Linked DNA regions of Anser cygnoides: region 2 is linked to region 1. Evidence: chromatin contacts called from public Hi-C data. All regions are on one chromosome and are shown on one strand. Each heading gives the region's core, a stretch centred on a gene start, on an enhancer-like site or on the middle of the called end of the contact. The rest is flanking DNA. Distances are from core to core; before and after follow the strand shown. Region 1 holds the start of MFGE8 (milk fat globule EGF and factor V/VIII domain containing). Region 2 holds the start of TICRR (TOPBP1 interacting checkpoint and replication regulator).

What was found. Hi-C and Micro-C count contacts between places; a contact is called where the count stands out from the background.
Region 2: a contact with region 1 is called in a Hi-C map of liver, with 2.8 times the contacts expected there. The contact joins the promoter of TICRR here to the promoter of MFGE8 in region 1. A contact is called at or near these places in 2 of 7 Hi-C or Micro-C datasets (both in liver).

What each region holds. Positions count from the first base shown.
Region 1 is chr11:8,321,483-8,326,936 of Taihu_goose_T2T_genome, reverse strand. It overlaps MFGE8 (milk fat globule EGF and factor V/VIII domain containing), which reads left to right and starts at 2,615. Exons shown (of 10, transcript XM_048072024.2): 1 at 2,615-2,782; 2 at 4,833-4,958; 3 at 5,171-5,296. The coding sequence starts at 2,710.
Region 2 is chr11:8,516,088-8,521,874 of Taihu_goose_T2T_genome, reverse strand. TICRR (TOPBP1 interacting checkpoint and replication regulator) reads right to left here and starts at 4,360. Exons shown (of 21, transcript XM_067003633.1): 1 at 3,482-4,360; 2 at 1,538-1,823; 3 at 757-998; 4 at 264-507. The coding sequence starts at 4,141.

The sequences.
Region 1 (5,454 bases), core at 1,366-3,865:
ATTGCTGAAACAATAGGGCTGTCCACCCACACGAAGATCCACACGGGAGGGGTCTCTGGTGGGGGGGAAAGGTCCCGTGGGTCAGAGGGGAGTGCCCGTGCCCGGGGGTGGCGAGGAGGAGTGCGAAACCCCAGTGATAACAGCGCGACCCCTGCAAACGTATCGGCCCTCAGCCGAAACCCGCGGGGTTTATGGCCCGGCAGCTGGCTGGGCGCTTGAGCAAGGAGAAGGCCGGGGATTGACAAGGGGAAACAACTTTGTATGAGCTTGGAAATAAAGAGGATTGCATCACAGGAACACGCAGCCCCATCACGTATGTTTCTCTTTCTCACCCCCCCGCCGGGGCCCAGGGCATTGGCTATCTGCGCGGCTCAGAAAGAGTTACAGCGCTGCTCGGCTTGGAAGGTCTCCACGCGGAAGAAACCAAACCCAGTGGTAAATCCTGCTATAACAAGGCCTAAATAGTCCCTGCAGAAGGCAGTGAAATTATGCCTGACCTTCGACCTACCAAACCCTTTCAAGTAGAGCCATCCCTTGCGAAAACTTGGCGGCTGCGCGCAGCTGGGGCGTGGTGTGCGCGTGGGGGGCTCTCTCTGCTCCTCAACGCTTCCCTGGGCTTCACAGGTTGCTTCTCTCTCTTTTGACAGCCAGTTCATCCCTCTTCCAGCCAGGATCTTCCAGCACGGCACCTTTCCAGCCCCAGGTGCCCCCCTACCCTCTCTGGGATCCCTCGTCCCCCCGCAGGTCCCCCTTCGAGGAGCCCCTGGTGCTGCCAGGACGGGGGGTCCTGCGGAGAGCAGAGCTCCGGCTGCCTCCCCCGCCTCCGTTTTTAATATCCTTTCCCATGCGTGTCAGTAGGGACAGCGGCATTTATGCCCCAGGGGACAGAAGGAAAACATTCCGCTTTCTGTTTTTAGAAAGGCTGCTGATTTTTCTGCAGCTCCTTCTGGGACACAACCAGGCGGTTGCTCCTCAAAAGGCAAAACAAACACCCTTGGCCTAGTTGCCTGCGTACGGGCCTGGGAATCTTGCCCCGTGCTCCCCTTCCGACCTTGTTTCCCGCTGAACACAATAGCAGTAATTACCCTGAGGCTGAAGGGTTATTCGAAAGCAAGCTCAGTGTCTTGTCCACTCTCTCCTTTCCAGCTGCTGTTTCTCCCTTCGCTGAGCAAAACGTTCGCTGGTGTTTCCATCGATAACTGATGGAAATTCCACCGCCGAGCTTGGCCGTGAGATACGTGCGTGCTCCCTGCCTTCCTCACGCCCTGGTGCTCCAGGGATACGTTCAAAGGGTTTATTTACGGGGGTGGGCAAGCTCCCTTTGCGTGGGGCACCGCTTGGCTGCGCCTCACAGGAGGCACAGGCTGTGTCCGAGGGACGAGGCGGCTGGATGCTGGAGCGGGGATGGAAAATGAGGTGGAACGGCTGATCAAAGTGCACGGCACGTGGCCGGGCTGCTGAGCTCGCTGCCGGCTGAGATTGCCAAGTTGCCAGAGCCAGAAATGGAGCAAGACTCGGGAAGAGTCAACATGTAACGGTGGGCAGCAGCAGGACTATCTGCAGCAGATTAGCTAATGCTAAAACAGAGGGTTTTGCAAGAAGAGATAAGGTCAACTTCACGTTTAGGGGGGATAGGAGGAGATTTCCAGCGCGGAGGCAAATGATCCTGCATATTTTTACTGTGTGGTTTCCTGTACCCTCTTCAGAAGCGTTTGCTGCTGAATATGAATTCAGCCTGAGCGTGCTTTAGCCCGACAGTTTCTGCCTTCCCGGGCAGAGCTCCCCACGTGGCACCAGCTCTGGAAAGCACGGCTGGGCTTTTCCAGCACGGCCTCCCCTGGGGTCTGGGCTGGACAACGCTCAAAGAGGGTCTTGTTCATGGCTGAGCCAACAGACGTGTGGTGCTGCGCTGTGGGGCTGTCCCCGACCTGGCTGCAGGCTGCTCCGGAGGAACTTGGGCTCCTTGGGCTGATCTGTGCGTGGTGGTGTGGGATGCGCCCTGAGCTCCAAAGTGCCCTGCAGGAACATAGGGGAAGCCCGCCCAGGGAGAGAAAATGTGCCCTGAGCACGCACCCTGTGTGCTGAGTGTGCTCCCCATGCACTCTGAGTGTGCACTCCATGCACCCTGAGTCTGCATCCCTGTGCTCTGAGTGTGCGCCCTGTGCTGAGTGTGCTCCCCATGCGCCCTGAGTGTGCATCCATGCACCCTGTGTGCGCCCTGTGCACTTTGCGTGTGTACCCCAGGCACTCTGAGCGTGCACCCCATGCACTGAGTGTGCACCCTGTGCACTCTGAGTGTGCATCTGTACACCCTGAGCGTGCACCCCATGCACTGAGCGTGCACCCCGTGCACCCCGAGCGCGCACCCCACGCACCACCAGCACGCCCCCCCACCCCCGGAGCGCGCACCCCACGCACCCCAAGCGCGCTCCCCGAGCTCATTAGCGCCTCGCTCGGTGCTTCCTAATTAACCACCCCTACCTTTGAAGCCCGACCCACGGGGGCAGAGGCGGCAGGGCTCCGGAGGGCTGTGCCGTGCCGTGCCGGTCCCACCCCGGGGGCGGGCGGCGGAGCACGTGAGGCCGGGCCGGGCCGTGCCGAGCCGTGCCGGGCCGCCCCGAGTCACTCCCCGCCCCGAGCCCCGCGGCGGAGCGGAGCAGGAGCGGCTCGGCTCGGCACGGCTCGGCTCGGCACGGCTCGGCACGCAGCATGGAGCCAGCAAGGCGGTGGCGAGCGCTGCTCCTCCTGGGGCTGGGGCTCTCGCTGCTGCTGGTGGTGGCCGGTGAGTGCAGGGGGGGCCCGGGGGTGCGCGCAGCCCCCCGCAGGAGCAGAGGGGCCGGGAGGGACGAGCTCGGGGCCGCAGCTCGCTCCTGGCTGCCGAGCCGGGAGTAGCCGAGCCGAGCTGGGCCGTGCCGTGCTTTCGGGCTGAGATAAGCGTGTAAACAGCTGCCCTGGGAGCGGCGCGGCACGGCACGGCACCGGGAGCCGCGGGGAGAGGCAGCGCCCTGCGGGTCACCGGGGGTTGGGCGATCACCCAAAAGGCTGACCCCCAAGGGTTACAGTGGGGTGGCTGACCCCAAAAGGCTGACCCCAAAAGGGCGATCCCGAAAGGCCGACCCCAAAGATTGACCCCAAAAGGTGACCCCAAAGGGACGGGTGTGAGCAGGGAGCAGGGGAGCGAAGCCCCCGCGCAGGAGGGCGCCCGTTCGGCCCTCCCCGGGCAGCCCTGACCTGACCCCCCCCCAGCCCCGCCGGTTTTCGGAGGATGTTATTTTTGCCTTCCGGCCAGCCTGTGGGTGCACATAAGCAAACATTTCCAAAAGCGGTGCCTGAGCTCTGTGGCCTTGGTTCCTGGCTGTCCGGGCCGTGACAGCTCCGTCCTTGACCTGAGAGATCCGTGTGTGGGGAGGATGGAGATGCTGAACCGCTCTGCCGCCGGCCCTGAAACGTCCCAAAAAGTAGGAGCATCCAAAACGTTTTGCAGCACTGGAAAATGTGAGTGGCGTGCCTCGCTGCTGGGCGAGGGGCCGGCCGGTGACACCCGCCACCCGAGGAATTATTCCTGGGAGGGGAGAAAAGAGAATCTGCTCCCTCGGAATAAATGAAGTATAAATCTAGCACCGGGACCCCTCCCGTCCCAGCCCTGGGAAGATATGCAGGGAATTTTACGCCGCTCGCTCCTTTTCCCGCAGATGTCCCACCCCAGAAACTCCCCCGTCGGAGCGGCGTGCGCGAGGATGCCGGGGCGCACACGTCCGCTGGCACGCCGTGCTGCAGGAGGCAGCCGGCTCCTGCTGCTCCACACAGGCAGCTCTGTGCGCAGGGGGTCCTTGGGATGCGCCCAGGACCTGCGGAGGAGTGTGGGGCGAAGGCATCCCCACGGAGCAGCCCGTGTAGGAGCTCTCTCCTCCCGCGCCGTAGCTCATGGCAGCGCATTGATGGAGCATGAGGTCATGCAGAGCTGGCTGGGCAGCGCAGGCAGCGACTTGAACCGGTGCCCGAGGTTTTCTGCCTCCCAAGGCTGGGCTAAGGGAGCTCCAGCATCCTTTTGGAAACCCTCGTGGGACGCCCGGGCCCCGCCTGGCCTGCCTGCTGCTGGTGCCTACCCTACAGTTGCTGAGCATCGGGAAGAATAGGATTCCTCGGAGCAGCCCTGCTATTAAAAGGCTAATGAGTAGGAGCTCGCTGAGTAGTAGCTTAGGCTAATGAGAGCCTTGCTGCTTGGTGTGGGTCCAGGCAGCAAGCCCACAGCTCATTACCTTCCACCTTCTCCGGGGCATGCAGGTGGTGGGGGATCGCTGCTGGGTCTCCACCTGAGTTGGAGCTTTGCTCCGACTCGAGCGTGGCACCGAGCAACGTGCTGTCCCTGCGCTTGGCGTGGGGCTCTTAAGGTTTTCAGGCAGCTCTGTGGGAATCGGGTCGAGGTTTATGGAGAGCGTTGCCACCCTGCAGCTGTTTGGGCAGGATAGATTGGGGGTGGGAGGAATTTCCCCGAGGCCATGCGGCACCCTGCGCTTCCTCCTCTCCAGCGGCTGTGAGCGCAGGCACGTGGCTCCCCCTGCGATGATTTTTTTGTTTGTAAATACTAACTTTGGTTAGCAAAACCCAGCAGGGTGACCAGCCCCGTTCCCTGGCATCATCCTGTCCTGCTCATGCCCGTGCGTGCCCCAGCCTGGCCAGCCCCGGCCTCCCGGCACCGCAGCCGAAGCAGGCAGGGCGCTGCGGGCCTGGGATTCCCCTGGGCGCTGGGCTGACCTTCGGGCTCTGTCCAACCACTTTTTCTGTGCACTTTTTTCCTGATGGCTCACGGTGACACGTGGCTTTGCTGGCAGGTGATTTCTGCAACGTAAACCACTGTCAGAACGGGGGCACCTGCCTGACCGGCATCAACGAGGCCCCCTTCTTCTGCATCTGCCCTGAAGGCTACGTTGGGATTGACTGCAACGAGACAGAGAAAGGTGAGGCTCAGGGAGGGACCCGAGTCCCCGTCGCAGGGGCTCTGTGAGGTGCAGGGGACCAGGCAGCCCGCAGGAGCCTGGCAGCGTGCCCTCCTCGTGGCCCTGTGCCTCCAGCCCTGTTGCATCCTCAGGCACTGAAAACACAGAGGATGCTCTTATTTTCCCCCTGTGCCCATATAACATCCCTTTTTACCTCCTTTCCCCTTTCCCAGGCCCCTGCCACCCTAACCCTTGCCACAACAACGGCGAGTGCCAGTTGGTCCCAAATCGAGGGGACGTCTTCACCGACTACATCTGCAAGTGCCCCGCGGGGTACGACGGGGTGCACTGCCAGAACAGTGAGTACAGCAGGCTGGGGGGCTGGGGGGGGGCTGGAGGTGGCAGCTCAGGCACCCCTGGACCTGCTCCCAAGGGGATGTGGTGATCCCGGTGATGTGACGGGGCTGCCCCAAAGCTCAGCCTGCTCCACACATGTTACCAGCCCTGCGGCCAGCAG
Region 2 (5,787 bases), core at 3,111-5,610, 190 kb before region 1:
CTCCTTGCAGCCACATGCAAAGGTTTTACAGAGATAGCCCACGTGACACTTTTTAGAAACTTGTCCCCAGGCATGTGCAGCTGTGCTTTACCTACAAGGCAACAGAAACTAACGCTGTCAATAAAACTGAAAGGCCTGAGCCACAGAAATCAAGACAAAACGAGACTCCTCACTGAGGAAATCATGAGATCTGATTCGGAGTGGAAGGCTCTGAAGCTAGAGTGGATCAAAATACGGTAAGCTTTGCATTTCCTAATGCCTACCTGTGCTAGCTAGAGAATCCTCCGTTGTCATGTCAATTTTACTCAACACACTATGCACAATATCTGGGAGATGCAGAGCGGGATCTTGGGAAGAGTCCTCCACCACAGCTCCTTCAAGGTCGCGCCGCTGAGCTTCTGCGGTCTGCTCGGCACGCAGGAGAGTGAGAACCGCGGCGCTCTCAGAAAGCGGTGACAGAACAGCAGTGCAGGGGCACCACGTCTTAGACAGAGACACGTCAGCAACCTACATTAAAAAAAAAATACACGTTTACATTTTCTGGAAATATACAAAGACTTAACGAGCACAAACATTTTACAAACTGGTTGTAGACATCTGTGATCTTCTAAAAAACGTTCCAAATTTAGCTCCAAATGAGCAATTTGCAGTGTAACAAATACCAACATTATTGTTTTCACAACGTGACACTGTCACCCTTTTTGCCACAATTTGTTTCACAACAGATACTAGGTTATGGCAAAGAGAAAGATTTACCATGTGCAGTTCTTCAGCCACTAGACTCCTCAACAGCTGATGAAACAGTACCCGGTTGTGTTCTGCGCAGTCAGCCTCGGAAATGTGCAGTATCCAGCTCTCTGTTAGAAAGCTGCCAGCCTGCATCCAGTTCCAACCCGTCAAGCTGCCTTTCAGGAAGATATTGACCGGACAAGGCATTTGTTGTTGGCTCATGGCTAGAGGTTCCAGAATCACAGCACAGTTTTCCTGCTTCTTTCCTCCTGTGCAACGATAAAATAAAAACAAAAGCCCTAAACTGTGTAGAAGGTTCTTTTATCTGGATGGAGACAACTTCAAGACAAGAAAAACAACTACCAAGATTAAACAGGGAACAGCTCTTCAGTAAGATCTCCCCAGGCTCTCATGAAGGGACTACTAAAGAAAGAAAACGCACACTGCATGCTGCTTTAAAGCTAAGTTTTCTTTTGAAGGGCCTTTTTATGCATCTTCTTTAGCCAGATTGAAGAAACTGAGCTAAAGCATGTAGAAGGCTGTATGCCTATATAGTATGGGACCAGCAAAGAGTTCCTCATGCATCCAAACTTCTGGAAAGCTTGGAAGAGACCCGAACAGGAATACAGGCCAATAGCTCTCGTACCAGAGGAACAAGAGCACTTGGAGATTTAAAAACACACATGCTAATAAGAAACACAGACCCTTAAACATCTAAAGTTACTCCCACTCATGTTGTACACAAGGGGAACTCATCAAGCACCCTGGCTAACAGCCTTGTTATTATTATGCCTTTAAAGAAAATTACCAGGTGTGCTGAGAAACAACGTCCCTTCTTGCTTGGGGAATGCTGCTTGAAATACGGAGGGCTTCGAAAACAAGCAGTTCAAGGTTGAGTCCAGTGGCAGAAGCGATGTCCATGGCAGTGTCTGCGGCACTGGGGAACTTAGATCTTCAGGAAAGCCGTGACCAAGGTGCGCCCTGTGGTGGCTCAGACACTGCACTAAGGTTTCAGACGGCAGAATGGTGCCTCCTATCTGGTGGAGCAGCTCAAGCATTGTCCAGTACCCAACGTGATCCGGGGATCCGATCACCTGAAATGAAGTAACAGAGGGGTCTCGAGTTACCATTGGCAGTGAGACAATCTCTACCCAAACGACAAATAAAGACCGCATGTTTTTAGAAGAAGTGGTGTAACAAGCATACACAGAGCAGCTCAGTTCTTCCCAAGTGTTTTCATGGACTCTACCAACTTCCAGGGGCACCCAACAGAGAAAAGACTACTCCAAGTGAACTAAGAGGTAGCCAGTCCTTTCAAGGATGAGGTTTTGAGTACAGTACCTAGACACCTGAACCGTCACACTGCTACCTAACTCCAAGGACAAGACAGACAGCCCACCAATAAACACTGTAGTTACTAAATCACTGACACATCTCAGTCAAAAGGAGAACTTCCATTACAAGGACAGCTTCCATTACAAGGACATAGGCAAAGCAGAGACGTTTAATGCCTTCTTTGCCTCAGCCTCCAATGCTGATGCTGGGCTTCGGGACCCAAGGTGCCCTGAGCTGGAGGACCGTGACAGTGGGAATGACAAACTCCCAACCGACCCTGACCGTGTGCAGGATTTGCTGCTCCTCCTGGATCCATACAAGCCCATGGGTCCGGATGGGATTCATCCCAGGGTGCTCAGAGAGCTGGCTGATGTCATCGCGGGACCTCTCTCATTTATTTTTCAATGATCTTGGGAATCTGGAGAGGTCCCACTGGACTGGAATCTGGCAAGTGTGCCAATTTTCAAGAAGGGCAAGAAAGAAGATGACCCTGGTAATTACAGGCCCCTCAGTCTCACGTCAGTGCCTGGTGAAATTATGGAGATGATCCTTGGAGTTATTGAAGTGCACCTGGGGGACAATGCAGTCATTGGTCCCAGCCAACGTGGGTCCATGAGGGGCAGGTCCTGCCTAACAAATCTGATTTCCTTTTATGATAAGATCACCCATCCAGTCAATCAAGGGAAACCAGCTGACGTGATCTTTTTGGACTTCAGCAAAGCTTTTGACACAGTTTCCCACAGGACCCTACTGGACAAAATGTCCAGCATACAGCTAAACAAAACCATCATGCGATGGGTGAGCAATTGGCTGACGGGCAGGGCTCAAAGGGTTGTGGTAAATGGGGCCACATCTGGCTGGCGGATGGTCACCAGTGGGGTCCCCCAAGGCTCTATTTTAGGGCCAGTCCTCTTCAATGTTTTTATAAATGATTTGGATGTAGGACTAGAAGGTGTTTTGAGCAAATTTGCCGACGACACCAAACTTGGAGGAGCTGTGGACTCGGATGAGGGTGGAAAGGCCTTGCAGAGAGACCTGGACAGATTGGAGAGCTGGGCAGTCACCAACCGCATGAAGTTTAAAAGAAGCAAGTGCCGGGTCCTGCACCTGGGACAGGGCAACCTTGGCTGTTGGAGTTTAAGAAGCGTTTGGACTGCGCACTTAGTCACATGGTCTGAATTTTCAGTAGCCCTGTGCGGTGCCAGGAGTTGGACTCAATGACCCTTATGGGTCCCTTCCAACTCGGGATATTCTATGGTTCCGTGATCCTAGCTGTCAGCATCTTACCGACCAGGACTACGTGGCAGTGGCTGCAGACCTCCTTCCCACCCAAAGCTCACCACACAGAACACGATCCCCTCCCTTCTCGTACAGAACCTCAGTGTAGAGATGGCCCAGCAGAGCCTTTGCTCCCTACCTGCGACCACTCGGCGGTGTCCACCCAGTACAGCGTGACCTTCTGGTCCGCCAGCAGCTCCTGGACGCCCCTGGGCAGGAGTTTCTCTGCCACCTCCTGGGCCGTGGGCGGCTCGGGGGGGGCGGCGGCGGCGCTGCCGGACACGAACTGCCGCAGCTCCCGGCCGGAGTGGGGACAGGGCGAGAAGAGGAAGACGGCGTTGGCGAAGCCCTCGGGGGCCGCCCGGCTCTCGGGGGCCTCTCCCCTCGCCGGCCCGGGCGCTGATCTGCGGCTGCCGCGGAGGGGCTTGGCGGGGGAGGCGATCTCGGGCCGCTCCCACTGGAAGCCCAGCAGCGTCTCCTTCAGCCCGCCGTGCGTGAGGGCGGCGCGGGGCGCGGGGCCGGGCAGGCCGCTGCCGGCGGCCCCCATGCGCTCGGCCAGCTCCTCCTCGAAGCGCGCCCAGGCGCCGGGCCCCGGCTGCCGAAAGCCGCCGCCCCGCGAGGCCCCGCCGCGGCCGCCCAGCGAGTCGAAGAAGCGGAAGGCCCAGCGCAGGCGGGGTGGCCCGAAGCGGCAGCACAAGTGGTTGAGGAGGCGCAGGGCGCCCCGCCGCAGCCGCGCCCGCCGGCACGGGCTGGCGGTGTCCAGCAGGAACACGGCGCTGGGCGAGCACGGCACCGACATGGCGGCGGCGGCGGCGGCCCCGTCACGGCCCCTCGGCCACCTCGGCCCCCTCACGGCCCGGCGGCCCCTTGCCCCCTCACGACACCGCCGCCATTACGCGCTCGTCTCCTCGCGCCTCAGCTTCGCGCTCCCTCATTGGCCGCCGCCGCCAGCCCGCCTCCCTGAATCCGCGCCTCTCATTGGCTCGCTAGGAATGGGGGAGCATGCGCGTTGTGCGGGCCCGCGCTCCATGTCGGAACGGTGCTAGCTGCTGATTGGCCGCAAGCGCCGCGCGCCGCCTGATAGGCGCGGCGTCTGATTGGCGAGCGGCGGGGAGGAGCTTGAGAGGGCGTGGCCAGCGCTAGGGGCGAGCCGATTGGCGGCCGCCGCCGGTTTCAAACTTAAAGGCGGGAGGGGAGGGCGCAGCGGTGACGTCATCGCATGGCCGCTCTCTCATTGGGCTCCGTGGCGGTGACGTCAGCGCGGCGGGGGCGCGCCGGCGGGTGTTGGCAGGGCCACGTGCGGGGGCTGCCCGAGCCCGGCGGTGCCCGAGTCCCGCTCCGCTGGGCCCAGCACGGGGCCGTTCCCCAGGGGTCCCCCGCCCGTGGGCAGCCGCCGCCCGCCCCCCGCGGCCGCGGGGCTCCGCGCCCTGGCCTGAACCGGCCCGGCCGGGCGTGTTTATGGAGCACCAGCGCCCGGCGCCGTTAATGGGCCGGAACTGCCGCCCGGCCCCGGGAGCGGCCACCCAGAGCACGGGAAGGACACGGGGACGCGGGGAGCCGCGCTGTGCCCCTCTGTTCACGCTGCCCAACGTAGCTCTGGGGTCGGTGCAAAATGCCCGGCCTTGTCTCCCATTCCTGGAGCTTTCCTGCTGGCCCCGAACCTTCCGCGGTCCCCGACCTTCCTTGCGTTCACGCCCCGCGAGGCCAGCATGCGCTCATCTGCATCAGGGCAGTGCCCTCGCACACGCTGTTGGGGGGCAAATGACAGCCCGGGGTGCCCCACTGCTCCCCTCTGCTGCAGCTCCCTCCTGCGTGGAAGTGGAGGAACCACGGCTCAGGCAGCCGAATGCCTCGGAGCTGCTTCTCAGCCTGCTCGGGGTCTGCCCTGCCGGCCAGGGCCCCAGGAGCTACCGGCCCTCCTGCTGGGGGCTGCTCTTGGCCCCATATGAGGTGCCGTGGCTGGGGGCTGCTCCCGGCCGTGCCACTTGTCACTAAGTCACCGGTGAGTGTGTACCCTGAGGATGAGGCAAGGCGCTGGTGCTCCCACTGCCACCGCACAGCAGCTGGCATCCATCCCAGCAGCCCAAAGAGGGCACTTAGCAGAGTGTGACCAAAACCTGCCCTACCAGGGACCGCCTGGGACCAGAAACGTGTGCAGGGTACAGGGACAGTGTGGCAGCGCCCAGTGTGGCAGCACGGGACCCAACAGCCCCACCCTGGGGACAGCCACCCACCTCTCCTCCTCCCTGCTGCTCAAGCCCCTGCTCCTTCCCTGCCTGTGCCAGGTATTTGCTCCTGAAGCTGATCCAGCTCTTGGGGAAGCTGTGGGAGATGTTGGCTGAGCCCCAGTGACCTGCTTGTTTCCCAGCCTGACAGCCAGAGCCGCTCACACCGCTGTTCTTGCGCTGCTCTGCGCTTGTGCTGCTCGCTGAGCGGTTTGCCCTC